2 separate regions of the Macaca mulatta genome follow, and region 2 is linked to region 1. Evidence: chromatin contacts called from public Hi-C data. All regions are on one chromosome and are shown on one strand. The core of a region is the stretch at or near the end of the contact, and the rest is flanking DNA. Distances in the headings are between cores, read along the strand shown. Region 1 holds the start of SNRPA1 (small nuclear ribonucleoprotein polypeptide A'). Region 2 has its middle 22 kb from the start of TM2D3.

Evidence for each region. A called contact is a pair of places that touch in the nucleus more often than the background predicts.
Region 2: a contact with region 1 is called in a Hi-C map of fibroblasts, with 3 times the contacts expected there. The contact joins the enhancer-like site here to the promoter of SNRPA1 in region 1. A contact is called at or near these places in 10 of 14 Hi-C or Micro-C datasets (CD4 T cells, blood, cortical neurons and 6 more).

What each region holds. Positions count from the first base shown.
Region 1 is chr7:91,654,186-91,659,359 of T2T-MMU8v2.0, forward strand. It overlaps SNRPA1 (small nuclear ribonucleoprotein polypeptide A'), which reads right to left and starts at 2,662. Exons shown (of 9, transcript NM_001260907.2): 1 at 2,516-2,662; 2 at 1-148. The coding sequence starts at 2,597.
Region 2 is chr7:91,986,184-91,991,357 of T2T-MMU8v2.0, forward strand. No RefSeq gene overlaps it. Among named protein-coding and RNA genes, the nearest start is that of TM2D3, 22 kb to the right of the region's middle. Within about 2 kb of position 2,543, at least 4 of the 40 cell types and tissues checked have an H3K27ac peak or open chromatin away from gene starts, as enhancers often do.

The sequences.
Region 1 (5,174 bases), core at 1,412-3,911:
CATATTCTGTTGTTGTTCACTAACAATGTTTTCAGTCTTCTCAACAAAGGAAAACCATCCAGTTTCCTGATCTCATTGTCAGAAAAATCAATAGCATCAAACTGGTCTAATGTAGCACCTAGATTTTCAATGACGGGAATTTTATACCCTGTAAAATGGAGGAAAAAAAAACACACAAGAGGTATTAATATAACTAAACAGCCCCTTAAAACATTAGCAGTATTTCATAGTATCTGATTCCAGGCTTTGATTTATTCAGGAAGCATTACCTAGCACCTATGCCATGTCATACATGCCTTGCCACTGTACAAGATACTAGAGAGAAAATGCTGAACGAGTCTCAAGTACCCAGTGCCATGAAGCTTACAATCTAATGACAACAAGGACAAGAACAATAATAATGGGTGATATAGGTAGCTAACATTTATAAGAACATTTACAAGGTGCCTCACACTGTTCTAAGTCATTTGGGCTAGTTAAGCGGAATCCGCACAACAGGAATTTACACTTTGAGCTGCTTAGTCTCAGTGCCCAAACAGCGTTCAAACATTGTGGATAACAGTTCTCCACTCTTGCATCTCCACGGGCCAGATTCTTAGAACCCATCAGAACAGCCTCAAGATATGACAGTTCTCCCTCCCCTCCCCCAGCTACAATTTAGAGTTGAAGAACTCAATGGTTTACATAGAGTAATAAACCTGTGAACACTCAAATGTTAATTTGTCCAATTTGAGCATAATTACTGTGTTAGGCACTATAAGAAAAGAAATATTCTGAAGAAGCAAGGTCTACTAAAAAAGAATTCACCCAAAGTTAAAGGGCACAATTCAGAGCTATACTACACGTATTGCATCAAAATATGTATTCTCAATATTGCACGTACTCCATAAAGAGAAATGGCAGAGATCATCAAAAGTGGTGAGTTGGGCCGGGCGCAATGGCTCAAGCCTGTAATCCCAGCACTTTGGGAGACCGCGGAGGACGGATCACCTGAGGTCGGGAGTTCGAGACCACCCTGACCAACATGGAGAAACCCTGTCTTTACTAAAAATACAAAATTAGCCGGGCGTGATGGCGCAGGCCTGTAATCCCAGCTACTCGGGAGGTTGAGGCAGGAGAATCGCTTGAACCCGGGAGGCAGAGGTTGCAGTGAGCTGACATCGCGCCATTGCACTCTAGCCTGGGCAACAACAGCGAAACTCCGTCTCAAAAAAAAAAAAAAAAAAAAAAAAAAGTGGTGAGTTGCTCTTGAACTGAACCTTTCTCTAACAAACTTAATTTCAACAAAATAAAAATACTGGGGGCCGAGCGCAGTGGTTCACGTCTTAATCCCAGCACTCTGGGAGGCCGGCGGAGGCGGATCACCTGAGGTCAGGAATTCGAGACTAGCCTGACTAACATGGCGAAACCCCGTCTCTACTAAAAATACAAAAATCAGCCAGGCGTGGTGGCTCACGCCTGTAATCCCAACAACTCGGGAGGCTTGAGGCACAGGAATCACTTGAACCGGGGAGGTGGAGGTTGCAGTGAGGCGAGACCACACCACTGCACGCCAGCTGGGGTGAAAGAGCGAGACTCCATCACAACACAACACAACACAACACAACACAACACAACACAACGGGATTTCCCAAAGGTCAGCAAGAAATCTAAGCAGAACACAACACACAACACAACACAACGGGATTTCCCAAAGGTCAGCAAGAAATCTAAGCAGATCCCGCAGCGATGCTGCTCCAAAGCCATAGGTCCCCGTGGGAACAAATCTCAGGCTACGGCTGCATGGTCTTATCCCCAGAGAAGTTGCTCTTCACATCCTTTTTAAAGTCGTCTCCTGAAATGCCAACTAGCTAGCTGCCCTCCCAATATCTTACCAAGTCTTGCTAAGGTTGAAATAGTACAGGAATCTGAATAATTGCGAGCGCTTCCACAACTTACACACAGCACAGGGCTGTGCAAACCTGGGTCACACAGTTCAATTTTTAAAACGTCTTCATAAAGGGGAAACGCCAGACAAAGGTACTAAGTAGAAAATACTGGGGGAAACAATCGCTGTTGTTCGGGGACTTGGTTTCCTCCCTCACATTAGGAACAACGAACACATATCCCATCTACGCTCAAAATATCGTCTGGCGGCAAGTATTAAGAACCAATCACTCGCCCTGCACTAGCGTTACAACCATTAACGAGCCGCTCTTCCGGGCCCTCAAACAGAGCCAACTGCGAAACAGCCAAGCAAGGCCTAATAGAGCCCCACGAGTATGCACCAGGAAGTAATGAAGTCACTCGTGCCTGTCAAGAGGCACGGCGGTAAGAGAAGGCTCCAAGAGCCTAACGGGATGCTCATTTGGCAACAACGGCAAGAATCAGGCCCCGCGTTCCCTGCGCAGCCCGGTCGGAGCCCAGACAACCGGCCCGCGGGCCAAGCTCCGGCCTTCGGTGCACGCGGCAGAGCGCGGATAATAAGGCGACGCGGTGCCGCCCGGGGGCTGGCCGCCCACGCCCTCGGACTCACCTCGGAGGTCCAGCTCCCGGTCGCGCACCGCGTTGGTGTACTGCGCCGCCTGCTCGATCAGCTCCGCCGTCAGCTTGACCATCCTGCTGCCTCCCGTCTCCTCGCGCCGTGGAAAGCCCGTGGCCTCCCGCCAGCGAGACGTCCCAGCGTGCCCCGCGCCCCACCGCCAGGCAGCACCAATCGCAGCCCCCGAGTGCGCGCGCAGCTCGCCCGCCAGGCCGAAGCAATGGAAGAGCCACGCCTTCGGGGTCGTTCTTGCCGGAAGTCTTGCCGGGCGCGCAGGGGCTGTGTCTGGTTCTGGGTTCTTTCCTGGGGTGTGTTTGGAGTCTGGAGAACCTATGATTCCAGACGTTGGTGTTTAAAAGTTAAGGCGAATGTGGAAACATCCGAGGGGAACTTTTTCATGCATTAGCGCACCTTGAGGTGGGACGGGAAGCTGTGACTGCTCTCCCTCCACCAGCCGGCGCGGGGACCCGTGGGGTTCAGTGAAGGGTCCAGGAGTTCAGGTACCCGTCCTGGGCCTGGGCCTGGGCCTTGGCTCCGGGTTACAGTGTGAGATCCCGGGCTAGGTGGCCCGCCTGGGGCAGGTCGCCGGGACAACCCCACAGCTCCGCAAGTCCAACCTGGCCTAGGGCATGGTAGGGTTTGCGGTTAAGCTTGTGGCCTTTAGACTTCTGAATATTCATATGAAGTATGATATACAGAAAAGTGTGCATATGATGAATTTACAGCGTGATTAATGACCAGAGTGAACACAACTGCTTAGCCGACACCGAGATCCAAAAAACCACTATTCTGAAAGCCTTCCTCTTTCCCAAAGGCAACCGCGAACTCAACACTACAGATTCGTTTTGCTTGCTTTTGATATAAATAGAATCATGCAGTATGCTTTTTTTGGCCTAGTTTCTTTGAGTCTATATTATGTCTGGAGTCCATCCAGGTTGCCTACAGAGATGGTTTGTTTGCTTTCGCTGCTGAAGAGAGTTCCATTGTATATATTATACCATAAATTACTTATTCTGCTGTTGATGGACATCAAAGTTGTTTTCTGTTTAGGGCTATTCTGAGTAATGCTGCTATGAATTTTCTGGTACGTGGATCTGATGCACATTTGCATGAGTTTTTCCTGGAGTGGAATTGCTGGGACATAGGGTATTATATCTATCATCAATAAGTAATGCCCAACAGTTATACTAAGAGGCTGAAATAATATACACACTCCAGCGGTGTGTAAGGGTTTTCATGGCTTCCAGCTTCAGGCTTGTTTGCATTTTAAGTCTATAACTTTAGCTATTCTGATGGGTGTGTGGTGGTATTGCACTACTGCTTTGCTTTTCTCTAATAACTAATGAAGCTGAGAACTTTCTCATGTGTATGGTGCCCATTCTGATAGCTTCCTTTGTGAAGTGTTCTTTCGAGTCCTTGGCTCATTTTTTTCCTTATGGAGTTGTCTGCCTTTTTTCTTATTGATTCTTGGAATTTCTTTATATATTAGGCATATGAACACACGCTGTGGCTTGCCTTTTCACTCTTAATGGTGTTGTTTGATTAGAATTTTTTTTTTTTTTTTTTAAGACAGGGTCTCGCTTTGTCACCTAGGCCAGAGTGCAGTGGTGCCATCAGGACTCACTACAGCCATGACCTCTCAGGCTCAAGAGATCCTCCCCCTCAGCCTCCCAAATAGCCGGGGCTATATGCACAGGCCAAGAGGCCTAACTTTTATATTTTTTGTAGAGACGAGGTTTTGACATGTGGCCCAGGCTGGTCTCCAACTCCTAAGCTCAAGTGACCTACTTGCCTCAGACTCCCACAGTGCTGGGATTACAGGCATGAGCCACCATGCCTGACTGAGAAGTTTCCAATTTTTATGTAGTTCAATTATTTACTTTAGGTTAGTGGATTGGGTGTGTGTGCATGTGCATGTACCTTAAGAAATCTTCCCTTACCCCCATCATATTTTCCTATGTGATCTACTAGACAATTGTTTTGCCTTTCACATTTAGTTCTACAATCCACCTGGAGATGATTCTCCTTGAACTTTTATTGAAGTATGATATACATAAAGAAGAGTGAAAACTGAACACACCCAAGCAACTAGCATCCTCATAAGAACAGGACATTGCCACATTCCAGAAGCCCCCCTCCTGTCTTCATCTAGTCACCACCCTTGCCCCAAGGGTAACCATTATCCTGACATCTTGTATAGATTTGCTTTGCCTAGTTTTGTATTTATGCAAATGAGGTACCTTACATATTTTTTGCTTAACATTATGTTTGTGTGTAGATGTAGTTCATTTATTCTCACTGTAATATAGTATTTAATTGTGGATGTTTCACAATTTACTTATCCATTCTGCTGTTGAACATTTGGGTAATTTTCACTCTGGAGCTTTTATATTATAAATAGTGTACCTACAAACACAATAATATATCTTTATGTGAATGCATATACTGATATATACCCAGGGATGGAATTACTGGGTCATAGGGTTTACTTATGTTCAGCTTAAGTAGGATATAGTTTTCCAAAGTTGTTGTACCAACTTAAACTCCTTGCTAACGTTTAGTATTGTCTTTTTAATCTTAGCCATTCTGGTACATAGGTAATGGTATGAAATTGTGGTTTTAACTGTATTTCCCTAATTACTAACATAGTTGA
Region 2 (5,174 bases), core at 1,293-3,792, 330 kb after region 1:
GAAATGCTAGAAATTAAATATATGACATCACAGATAAAGAATTCTTTTGACAGGCACATGAGTAGAATGAATACAACTTTGGAAAAATCAACAAATTTGAAAATAGGTCAATAAAAATTATCCAAAGAGAAACACAAAGGAAAAATAATGGCAAAAGCAAAGCAGAGTACTCAAGAGCTGTAGAACATCATCAGATGGGCTAACGTATATGTTATTAGAGTCAAAGGAGAAGAGGGAATGAAGAGGAAGAAATATTAGAAGAGAAAATAGTCAAGGATTTTCCAAAAGTAGTATCAGACATTAAACCACAGACCCAAGACTCTCAGAGAACCCTATGCAGAAGAAATACCAAAAATAAAAGAAAGGAAAAAGAAAACACCAACACTACCACTAGCAAAAAATCCCACTTAACTGTACACATCAAAAAAGTGGAAGATGAAGAGAAAAGCTTGAATATAGCAGAGAAAAAAGGGAACATTACAAGCAGAAGAGTAAAGATCAGAATTACAGGACACTTCTGATCAGAAACTACGCAAGCCAAAAGATAATGGAGCGACATTTTTAAAATGCTGAAAGAAAGGGAAAAAAATCTCGCAACCCAGAATTCTATATTAAGTAAAAATATTTTTAAAATTAAGGTAAAATAAAGACATTCTCAAACAAACAAAGGCTGAGACAATTCATTCTTGACTCATTTAAAGAAATTTCTTCAGATAGAAGGAGTGTTTTATGATCACCTTGAGGAGGATGGGATGGGCCCCCCCTCAATGGAATAGTTTAAATGTCAAGAATGATAAGGCCATATGCACCAAGAAGATATGGAAATGTTTCTTGCTCATGCCACGGGACTTTCTGAAGAGAAAGGGTCAGGTGCAAGTCAGTACAAATGGTGGGAGTGAAGCAGAGTTAATGGATTTGACTTGTATTGTGAATAGGTGGTGGGACTGAGGAAAAGGTTCAAGCACAAAGGGTGGGGCTTGTGTGGTTCGAACTTCCTGCTGACACCAAGAGAAGAAATATGCAGGTCCCTGTAATTGGAGAAGGAATGAGGTTTGAAAGCTATCAAAGGTCAAACATAGAAAATGGAGTCTTACTCTTTATTGCATGCAATATGAGAGCAGACAGAAATTCGGATCTACACCAGGGGTGTCCAATCTTTTGGCTTCCCTGGGCCACACTGGAGATAGAATTGTCTTAGGCCACACATAAAATATGCTAACCCTAAGGATAGCTAATGAACTTTAAAAAAAATCCCAAAAATTCTCGTAATGTTTTAGGAAAGTTTATGAATTTGTGTTGGGCCACATTCAAAGCCATCCTGGCCCTCATGTGGCCCATGGGACATGGTTGGACAAGCTTGTTTTACACAAAGAAATGAAGAGCATCAGAAATGGTAAAAAAAAGGAAGTAAGTATAAAAGATTCCTCTCATTTTTATTGGAGTAACCACATTCCATCTTATATGTCCCACTATTTACAACCAAACTGTGGATGAAATTTGTAAGGCAACCATCAGAAGACTGAGAGGCAGAGAACAGAAGGTGAATTGGCCAGGGATTTTGTGACATGAGGAACAGCCAGGTGGTGAGTTCCTTGTTATTATTTCCCTCCCATATATCTTCATTTGAGCACCAGAGAGGCCCACACTCAGAAATACCAACCGGCACAGAAAACAAAGGTTCCAAGGAAAGCTTACTTTCTCTAGGCAAAAGTATTGATAAAGGGCAACCCTGAGAGATAGAACAGATTCAACTCCAGATGAACAGATGGTATCAAAAAAAGCAATACCATCCTCCATCCCCACGCAACACTGCAGCTTCAGGGACTGAGGACAGAGCCCTATCAACCATCCCTGCCCCTCCCCTAATGATCAGGCACCCTTTTTTCTCCCCACTTGGAGTATACAGTCAGGAAGAGTGTATTAGCTCTGTTCTCATGGGAATTAGTCATTCCCATGCTGCTAATAAAGACATACCTGAGCCTGGGTAGTTTATAAAGGAAAGAGGTATAACCGACTCACAGCTTAGCATGGCTGAGGAGGCCTCAGGAAATTTACAGTCATGGAAAAAGGGGAAGCACACATGTCCTTCTTCACATGGTGGCATCCAGGAGAAGTGCCAAGCAAAAGGGGGAAAAGCCCCTTATAAAACCATCAGATCTCATGAGAACTCACTCACTATCAGGAAAACAGCAGCATGGGGTAACCGCCCTTATGATTCAATTATCTCCCACTGGGTCCCTCCCATGATATGTGGGGATTATGGGAGCTACAATTCAAGGTGAGATTTGGGTAGGGACACAGCCAAACCATATCAGAGACTGTAGGTGGAGATCTGTTTGGCCATTTCTGTCTTGCTTTAAGGAGAAAGAACTCTTCCTCCTCTATACCAGGACTTTGAGCAAACTTCAGGGTGAAGCCCTTTCAACTGTTCTAATCCTACACTATCATGGGTAGAAGTGGCACCCCTCCCTCCGTGTCTATCACTGTGGAGACTGTAGAGTGAATCCTTTCTACTATCCCTCTGCTGCACTAAGCAAGTGTCAGCAAAGAGGTGATGCTCCTCTCCCACTCCACTGGTGCATAGTCTGTGACCATCCCCACCATGCACGAAGCAAACAGCAGCAAAGAGGCAGCACCTCCTCCCCTCCTAATTAGAGCAGGGGTGGGTAGGATTACAGAGAGGAGATAATCCGTGTATTAATTCCTGGGCAGACCCCCAAACAGCCTATGCATGCCTAATAAGAATCAACACATTAAAAGATTGGAGAACTGAGCTGCAGTGTCAAATACTGCTATCATTTCACATTGGCCTCTGGGCAACACATAAGCTGGGAAGACCAGGGTAGCAAACTAAATTGACATTTCAATCACAGCCTACAAAAGTGTACCAGAACATGCATTCTGAACCTAAACAGGTTGACTGCCTGCTGAAAGAAGATTTAAATAGAAACCAGAACTTCATCACACAACACTCAGAATGTCCTAGTTACAATCCGCAATTACTCATCATACTATGACCAAGGACATCTCAATTTGAATGCAAAAAGGCAACCAACAGACAGTAACACCAAAATAATACAGATACTATAATTGTCTGACAAAGGTTTTAAGGAACCAGCAGAAAAATGCTCCAAAAAGTAAATAGTAACACTGTGGGAGAAAAAAAAAAAAAAAAAAAAAAGAAAAAATAGAAACTTTAAACAAAGGAAAAGAAAACTTACCACAAAATTCAGAAATGAAAAATAAAATATGTGAAGAAAAAGAAACTGTCACTGAATGGGTTGAATAGCAGATGGAGATGACATTAGAATCAATGAATCTGAAGCTAGATCAATACAAATTATCCAGTCTAAATAAGGAGAAAATAAGACTTTAAAATGAATAGAATCTCACAAACACGTGGGACAATAACAACAACAAAAAAATCTAAAATTAATGTGATCAGAGACTCAATGGGAAAAGAGAGTGTGGTGCCCAAAAATATTTGAAGAAAAAATGATTGAAAATTTCCCAAATTGGGCAAAAGACATAAGTTGACAAATTCAAGAGATTAAGCAAACTCCAAGCAGGATAAATCCAAAGAAATCCATGCCCGAATACATAATAATCAAATATCTGAAAACTAAAGATAAATTTAAAACTTTTGGAAACAGCCAGAAAACAATGATTATTACCTACAGCATTAAAACTATTCAAATGACAGCATATTTCTCAGCAGAAATCATGAAGGCCAGAAGGATGTGTCATAACACTTTTCAAGTGCTGAAAGAAAAAGAAAAACTGTCACCCAGAATTCTATGTTCGGCAAAACTAACTTTCAAGTATGAGGATGAAATAAAGGTATTCTCAGATGAAGAAAATCTAAGAAAATATGTTACCAGCAGAACTGCCTTAAAAATTTTTTTGCAAAAGGAAGTTCTTCAGACAGAAAAGAAATGATAACAGAAGGAAATGTGGAATGTTTGGAATGAAGATGAGCCACAGAAAGGATATATTACTTTCCTATTGCTTTATAACAAATTACCAGAAACATGGAAGCTTGAAACAACACAGTGGATGAGTATTTTGGGCATGGCTTAGCTGGGTTCTCTGTTTCAGGGTCTCACCAGGTTACAACACAGGTGTTGGTGGGACTGTGTTCCTTTCTGGATCTTGGAGTGTTCTTCCAACCTCATCTTGTTGTTAGAAGAATTCAATTCCTTGCAGTTGTAGGAGTGAGGCCCTCAGATCCCACAGGACACCCACAGATTTTGCAATGTGTTCCTAAATAAGCAGTTCCTATCAGACCATCTTTCTTCTTCAAGGACTGCTGTGGTTAGGTGACACCCATCTGCAACAACACAGTGTAATTCAGCACTCCACTTTTTTCAGGGTGATGTCAAGGAAGTCCAACAGTGAGCTGAACATGAACCCCCACCTGGACCTGCAGACTATACCCAAAAAGAAGAAGAACTTAAAAGAAAAACAATTAGTTCTTACAAAATAATATCCAAAATGTCCAGGATACAATAAAAAATCCATATACCAAGAACCAGGACATTCACAACTTGATTGAGAAAAGATGATCAAAAGGTGCCAACATTGAGATGAGTCAGATGTTGGGATTATCTGACAAGATTTTTAAAGCAGCTATCATGAAAATGTTTCACCGAGCAATTACTAACAATGTAATACAAACAGAAAGTAGAAAATAAATGGAAGATATGAAAAGGTACCAAGGGAAATTATGTAACAAAAATATAATAATTGAAATTAAAAACTCACTGGATGGGCTGCCTCAGTAGTGGACAGGAGATGATAGAGGAAAGAAAATCGATGAACTCAAAAACATATCCGTAGAAATGTCCAGTCTGCCAGGCATGGTAGCTCATGCCTGTAATCCCAGCACTTTTGGAGGCCAAGGTGGGTGGATCTCCTGAGGTCAGGAGTTCAAGACCAACCTGGTCAACATGATGAAACCCCATCTCTACTGAAAATACAAAAATTGGCCAGGCATCGTGGCACTAGCCTTTTGCCTCAGCTGGGAGGCTGAGGCATGAGAATTGCTTGAACCCGGGAAGCAGAGGTTGCAGTATGCTGAGACTGCACCACAGCACTCCAGCCTGAAGGACAGAGCGAGACCCAGTTTCAAAAAAAGAAATTTCTAGTCTAAACAATAAACAGAAAATTGACAA